2 separate regions of the Rattus norvegicus genome follow, and region 2 is linked to region 1. The links are chromatin contacts, called in public Hi-C maps. All regions are on one chromosome and are shown on one strand. Each heading gives the region's core, a stretch centred on a gene start, on an enhancer-like site or on the middle of the called end of the contact. The rest is flanking DNA. Distances are from core to core; before and after follow the strand shown.

Evidence for each region. A called contact is a pair of places that touch in the nucleus more often than the background predicts.
Region 2: a Hi-C map of the A7r5 cell line shows a contact between it and region 1, with 2.9 times the contacts expected there. The contact joins the promoter of Dpysl5 here to the enhancer-like site in region 1. A contact is called at or near these places in 3 of 12 Hi-C or Micro-C datasets (the A7r5 cell line, kidney and mammary epithelial cells).

The regions. Positions count from the first base shown.
Region 1 is chr6:31,095,373-31,098,780 of GRCr8, forward strand. No RefSeq gene overlaps it. Among named protein-coding and RNA genes, the nearest start is that of Tcf23, 29 kb to the right of the region's middle. Within about 2 kb of position 1,624, at least 10 of the 93 cell types and tissues checked have an H3K27ac peak or open chromatin away from gene starts, as enhancers often do. A contact at or near this core is called in the A7r5 cell line, where this site is marked.
Region 2 is chr6:31,377,789-31,381,196 of GRCr8, forward strand. Dpysl5 (dihydropyrimidinase-like 5) reads right to left here and starts at 1,560. Exons shown (of 13, transcript NM_023023.1): 1 at 1,442-1,560.

The DNA of each region.
Region 1 (3,408 bases), core at 374-2,873:
GGATTGGATTGAACTCACATGCTAGGCATGAGCTCTACCACTGAAGTGTATCCTAAGTTCTTTTAAATTATTCTTTTACCTTGAGATAGGGTCTTGAAAATTCTCAGGCTTGTCCCCTCCTTCAGTTTCTTTCTTTTGAGAAATTTAAAGGTCTTCAATTTTACTTTTATTCTATGTATGTGGATGTTTTGCCAGCATGTATGTCTGTGTACCATGCATGTGCAGTACCCATGGCGGTCAGAAGAGGGCGCTGGTTTCCCTCAGGTTGTAGGGATAGCCAGTTGTGGGCCACCACGTAGGAGCCAGAGCGCTTGACAACTGAGTCTCTCCAGCCTTGCTCAGTTTCTTGAATAGCTGGGTTACAGCTCTTTTGCCATGAGGCCCAGCTGAAGTAGATTTCATATGACCTCTGCATACTTCACCACACAATATTGTAAATCTACTAATATCATGATGGTACACATACAGATCTCATTTCCGTATTTTATTAAGAAAAAGTGAGCTGGCTGTGGAAGTTCAGACTTGTAATCCTATCCAGTTGGGAGGCTGAGCCAGGAGGATCACGAACTCAAGGTCTGTCTGAGCTTCAGAGTGAGTTCAGTACCAGCCCGGGCAAATGAATGAGACCGTATCTCAAAAATAAAACCGTGTAGGGGGTTGGGGATTTAGCTCAGTGGTAGAGCGCTTGCCTAGGAAGCGCAAGGCCCTGGGTTCGATCCCCAGCTCCGAAAAAAAAAAGAACCAAAAAATAAAAATAAAAAAAATAAAACCGTGTAGGCACCGTGTCACCTGTCTGTAGTCCCCGCATCACAGCAGTGGAGGCAAGAGGAACAGAAGTCCAGGATCACTCTTGGCTACATAGGGAGTTTAAGGCACCAACCTGGGCCACAGCATATCTGTAATCCCAGGACTCCGGAAGCTGAGGCAGGAGGATATTAAAAGTTGAGGTCAGGCCCATCTACATAGTAAGTAACAGGTCAGCCAGACGGCCTCAAAACAACAAAACAGAGAAGGGTGTAGTTCAGCTGCTACAAAGGTTGCCTCACAGGAACTTGATCCCCAGAATCACAGTCAAACAAACAAGCAAACAAACAAACTAATATGAATTAAAAGGTATTAAAAGGTAAAATTAAGAGTGTTGAGGCTGTCACTCAATGATCTAAAAGCTTCTTCCCTACCGGCTGGCTTTCATAGTGTGAGAAGGCACTGTGTAGGCTACTGAAGGAGAAGACATTGATATTACCAAATGGTGAACGCTGGAGGCTGAAGAGGGAGCTGCAGACAAGGCGTGCCCGCTGGTTGACATGACTGTTAAAAGGGCAACCAACTGCTTTCTGCTTGGACCTGCAGCAGTCTTCACCAGTGAGACTCACAGTTGGTTTTGTAAGCCTGTAGCTCAGGAGGTCCTAGGTCCTAGAGGGAAGCCACTATTGTTGTTCTGTCACACGGTTTCCTTTTAAAGCAAGTAAGCAGCAATTAGTGGATAAGTGACTGTTGAGTGCTTAGCCCTATGGGGGCCTTGGAACCACTTAGGAAAACAACGCCTGCCCTCTAATGTAGCAGTCAGTCGCAGCTACACTACTCTTAAAAATTCCTGAGTGGTGACACAGTCCCAAAACCACAGGGACCAACATTCCAGGACTCCAATAGCTCATTTTCCTAGATCCCTTCCACAGCCACCCGCAAACCCCCTTACTCATGGCTCGACATTCTTAGGCCAATCTAGGTCAAAAAGAAATTTTATTTACACTATTCTGTGTGTGTCTAAGTGAGCTTATGTAAATCATGATGTGCAGGTGCCAGAGGCTGGCTCTGGAACTGACATTATAGGTAGATGTGAGCTCCCTGGTGTGGGTGCTGGGAACAGGTCCTCTGGAGGATCAGGAAGCTTTCCTAGCCACCATAAGTGGCTGTTACACTGGCTTCCCCCTCAATAAAAGCCTGCACTGTCTTGGGTTCTAGTTCCCTTCTCACCCGTCTTTCCCTTTCCTTTAGGGCTAGTGCTTGCTAAAGGTCCACCTTGAACTAGAACACTGAACTTTTGTCATGCTGGACCTGGTCCTGAGGTAGAGGCAGAAGGTAAAGGTCAAGGTCATCCTTAAGACACAGAAAATTCAAGGCTGATTTAGCACAAGGATAACCTTATTTCAAGAACAAAAACAAAAACAAAAAAAACCCAAAAAATACCAGGCAAACAAAACCAGGGACCAGAACGGTGGCTCTGTGGTTAAGAGCACTGACTGCTCAGGCAGAGGATATATGCATAAAAATTAAAATCTAAATAAAAAAATAAAGAACAACAAACTAAAATCTTATGAAGACAATGTTCAATCTTTTATGGCTTCTGGGTTTTGGAAATTGTTGACAAAGACATTGTTCACCTGAACGTTATTGTTGCTGCAATTCTAGTTTGCTTTTGAGATGCGAGCATCCTGTGGAGCCTACGCTAGTCTTTTTTTTTTTTTTAAGATTTATTTATTTATTAAATATAAATACACTATAGCTGTCCTCAGACACACCAGAAGAGGGCATCAGATCTCATTACAGATGGTTGTGAGCCACCATGTTGTTGCTGGGAATGGAACTCAGGACCTTTGGAAGAGCAGTCAGTAATCTGTAACCTCTGAGCCATCTCGCTAGCCTTAGGCTGGTCACAATTCTGAATCGGTCTCCCATAGGTCGACACCACTGAGTGAGTGAAAACTCCTGACAGAAACTGTCTGCTGAGATTGACAGACTGATAAGGACTTCAGTTCGGCGAAGAGGCTGCAGTGGTGCAGGTCTCAGGTCATTTCTTTACCGTGGGCTAGTTTAGCCCTCCGGAACAGCCATTTCTTGCCCACCTCTGTGTCAGAACTACCACCTGTGACTAGCAGACAGACAGAAACCCAGGTAGACCAGGAGCTTCCACCAACCCAGAAGCTGAAATGTCATCGGATAGCATCTTGGGACTATAGAAAGCTTCCCAACCTCTCTGTACCAGCCTCTCTGATGTACCACAAATGTGTTTTAAATTTGCCTTGATTCGTAACCTTCTTTATTCTGTAAAACTATGAAACTGTTTCCACATTAGAATATGGAATTTGTGGTAACCTAAGCTTGTGTTACTGGGCCATGCTCACCCAAAATAAGCTCCATAATACACTGCTTAGTCCATCTAAGATTTGTTTTGTGTGTGTGTGTGTGTGTGTGTGTGTAGCAGGTATGTGCCAACACATACAGCTTCTTCAGGCAAATTCTCATTTTTTTCTTTAATTTTAAGATCTTTGCTTTGTTTTAACTTTTTTGAGACAGAGTCTTACTATGTAGCCCCAGCTGACCTGAAACTCACTGTGTAAGCCAGACTGGTCTTGAACCTAGAGATCTCTCTGCCTCTGCCTATTGAATGAAAAATGAGATTAAAGATGA
Region 2 (3,408 bases), core at 310-2,809, 280 kb after region 1:
AGGCAAATCCCAAAAACAGCACGTGCTCTGAGGTTTCTCGGCGAGCGTTTTTTGCACCAGTACACCTCACACTTGAATTCTGGGGCGGGGGTGGGAGGGTTGCTTCGACGGCGGGCAGACAGTACCATGCAGGCTATTGTTCTCAGGGTCTCAGGGGCAGGAGACACCCCCCCCCCCAATCCGCCTCCCGGGCAGCATCTGCCGCTGGGCAAAGCCTTTCAGCTCCGCGCGAACAGGGCGTGCCGGGGGGGCGCTGCGGATTATCATAAAATCCTAAACGAGTCCCCTTCGGTTGTTCTAAGCTTAGAAACAAAGCTCCTAGACGAGCCAGCCCAGCCCTGTCGGGGACCCGCCACCCGAGCTCCCTGGCCCAATCCAAGGACCACGCCCAGTCAGAGTCTTAGGCCGAACAGCGACTGGCCTAGAGCTGGAGTCTTTCAGGCGAAGATTCGCCCCTCCTGCCCTACCCGCTTCATGAGGAGGACCCCTCCCCATGTCTGTCTACTCTCCTCAAACCCCAGAGGTCTCCACCCTCCCTTCATCTCCCCTCCCCTCTTCATTCTTCAGAGCAGCCTCGCCTCGGCGCCACCTGCGCGAAGCTTCAGACCCGCCTCCCACCCAATTCTCAATCCTTCTCAAACCTCCTCCCCTAGATTCGATCACCTGTCCCCACCCATCTCCCGGTTTCGGCTCAAATCCAGGCCTCTACCCCGGTTTGTCCCAGCCAGCTACCCAGGCCCGGGGCGTCGATGTCCCTCACTCGCCGAGATCGAAGCTGCGTGGCAGACTTGGCGACAGGGCTCCAGCGGAGAGACCTAGCGCCGCGCCGCTAGGGGCTGGGCAGATGCAAGAGGCCTTTGTGGTTTCAGCAGGTGCCTCAAGGGCCTCCGCTCTGCTTAGGGACAGAGGATACAGATGGTCGGGCTTTGGACCACGTTAGGCAGATATCAAGCCCGAGGCGAAAGAAAGCAAGGACAGTAAATCTAGGCAGTGGGTGGGAACCAGGGACAGCGGCGATCCAGGGACGTAGAAGAGGGCAGGTCCGGCCACCAGAGAAAATGCCCCTCACACATTCCCACCTTTTAGCCATTTACTGCACGTCGATCAGCTACGGCGGCGCGACTACTGGGTGCTAGGCGTGAACCCCTTCAACTTGGTCGCCTCCTTACTCTAGTTATTTGGAAATCTCCCCAGCACACACTAAACGCCTTAGGCGTCGCAAGGCGCCAAGCCCAGCCCCGTGGGCGTACAAAGACCCTGACTTGGCGCCCCACCTTAGTCCGGATCTCCCCGAATCCTAAACATCTCTTTCAGCAGCTGGGGGAGCCTAGGCGCATCCCAATTCCCTCCCTTTTGTGCGCCTCAGGAAGAAACTGAAAGAGGGGTGGATGCTTCAGCCTGGGAAGATCAAGCCCACCACCCTCCCCTCGCCATCACCCACTCCTCCAGGATGCTGCGATTGTGCGGGTCCGTCGGTCGGTCTCTGGGTCTCGCCGCGGCGCGGTAGCTGCGGGTGCACGGGGCGGGAGCCGCTGCTAGCGCGCTCTCTCGGTGGCTGCCTTGCGCGCCCGGAGCTGGAGTCCCGAGTGGCGAGCGGGGGTGGGGACGCGGGGTGGGGGCTGGGAGCCGCCTGGGCCAATCACGGATCCGAGGGCTCCGCCCCAGTGCTCGCCACCTCGCGCTAGCAGGTTAGGCGGAGGCGGGACCAGCAGCGCCCCGCATCCTCCGCGCGGCCGCCGCCTTTGGGACTACAAATCCCGACAGTCCTTGTTGCAGGCCCGGGGTCCAAGAGGGGACAGAGGGCATGGCCCCAGAACCTCGACAACCCCCAGCTCTCTAAGCGCCATTCTCAGCGTTCCTTTCTGGTCCCATGGTAACTAGCGACATTTCACAAAGGCCCGGCTCTGTGGCGGTATGGCTCGAGTCCCCTGGGAGGGTATGAGGCGGCTCCGGAGGACACATCGCATCCCCTCCCTCTGCAAGACCCCACCCGCAGGGGCTGAAACAATGCGGTGGCGGGGTCTCTCCGAGGCTGCGGGTCCCCACTTGCGCCATCGGGTTAACGACCTACCGAGTCTGAGACTGACGGGATTGCAGACTGTAAAGGGCGAGGGTGGTCAGTACAGGAAAACTGTTCTCATAGACCAAGGGGACGGGCACTCTGGGCGCCTCAGTTCCGCACCTGCCTTCCCTTGAGGTTTGGGAACCACTGTTTTGTCCAGCGCAGCGCTTGGACGTCTATATCCAGCCCAGATCCTATCCTATTTTTGACATCTCCTTTAAAAGCTAGTGAAACCTCTGGAAAGTGTGTGTGTGTGTGTGTGTGTGTGTGTGTGTGTTAAACTCAGTTCACATCAGCATCTCTCCATCTTTATTTCCTGGTTGCTGTTGTTTTGACTGTCTTGTTATGTAGCCTCTGCTAGCCTAGAACTTGCAGTGAACCCCCTGCCTCTGTCTCCCGAGTGGTGGGATTTCAGATGTACACCGCCGCGCCTGGTCCAGTTTCACCTTTTTTAGTACACACTTGACTTAACCACAAATAATCATGTAAATGGAGCCGGAGGACAGTCCTTTTTCCTTAACTAATCTACGGCTCAAGCCTTTCCCTGAGACTAACACAGGTCAGTCTATCATTATTGTGACAGTTTAAGTACGGCTTCAGAATTTGCCTCTCCTCACTTGACGTCACCCCAACGGTGTTGCAAACCCCGTGTTGAAATGCAACATCAATACTGCCCCCTCCCCCACTACCCTGGATTCCTGGGGATCTCCAACTGCTGTTGAAGAAGCCAGTTCTTTTCAGGGCTTCCCTCAGCTCCGGGGGTGGGGATGGGGTGTGAGTACCTTGGCTGCTTTCCTGAAGTGCTTTTCTCTAAGGCTATTTTCAAAGAAAATCGTGTTTTACAATCGTGTTTCGGGTGGAGGGAGCGGGATCCTCTGAATTTTAACCAAATGTACACCCAACTGCCCGTTAGAGGACCTCCAGTCTCCAAAGTGTGGGTCCCATTGGGCCATGTGCTCCGCGATCCATTCTGGATGCGTTTAGGGTCACACAGGCGTGCACCTAGGGGATGCAGGGTTACTCCATTTGGTCTCCAACTCTAAGAGGGGAAATTTTTTTCTGGTAGTGAGCAAGGAACTTAGGGCCATCTTCAAAACACCACTAATACTAGAGTGCTGTGTGTGTGTGTGTGTGTGTGAGAGAGAGAGAGAGAGAGAGAGAGAGAGAGAGAGAGAGAGAGAGAGAGAGAGATATGCTTCAGTTTAAGGCCCTGTCTAGTCTTCCAGACTGTCGAGGGAAATTTTTGCAAAATGCATCGCGCCCCTCTGGAAGATGTAATGAAACACCTAGCTAGCTCTGAGCAACAAGGGCCTCTGATCATCAACTTTTGCCTAGGGCGGAGGGAG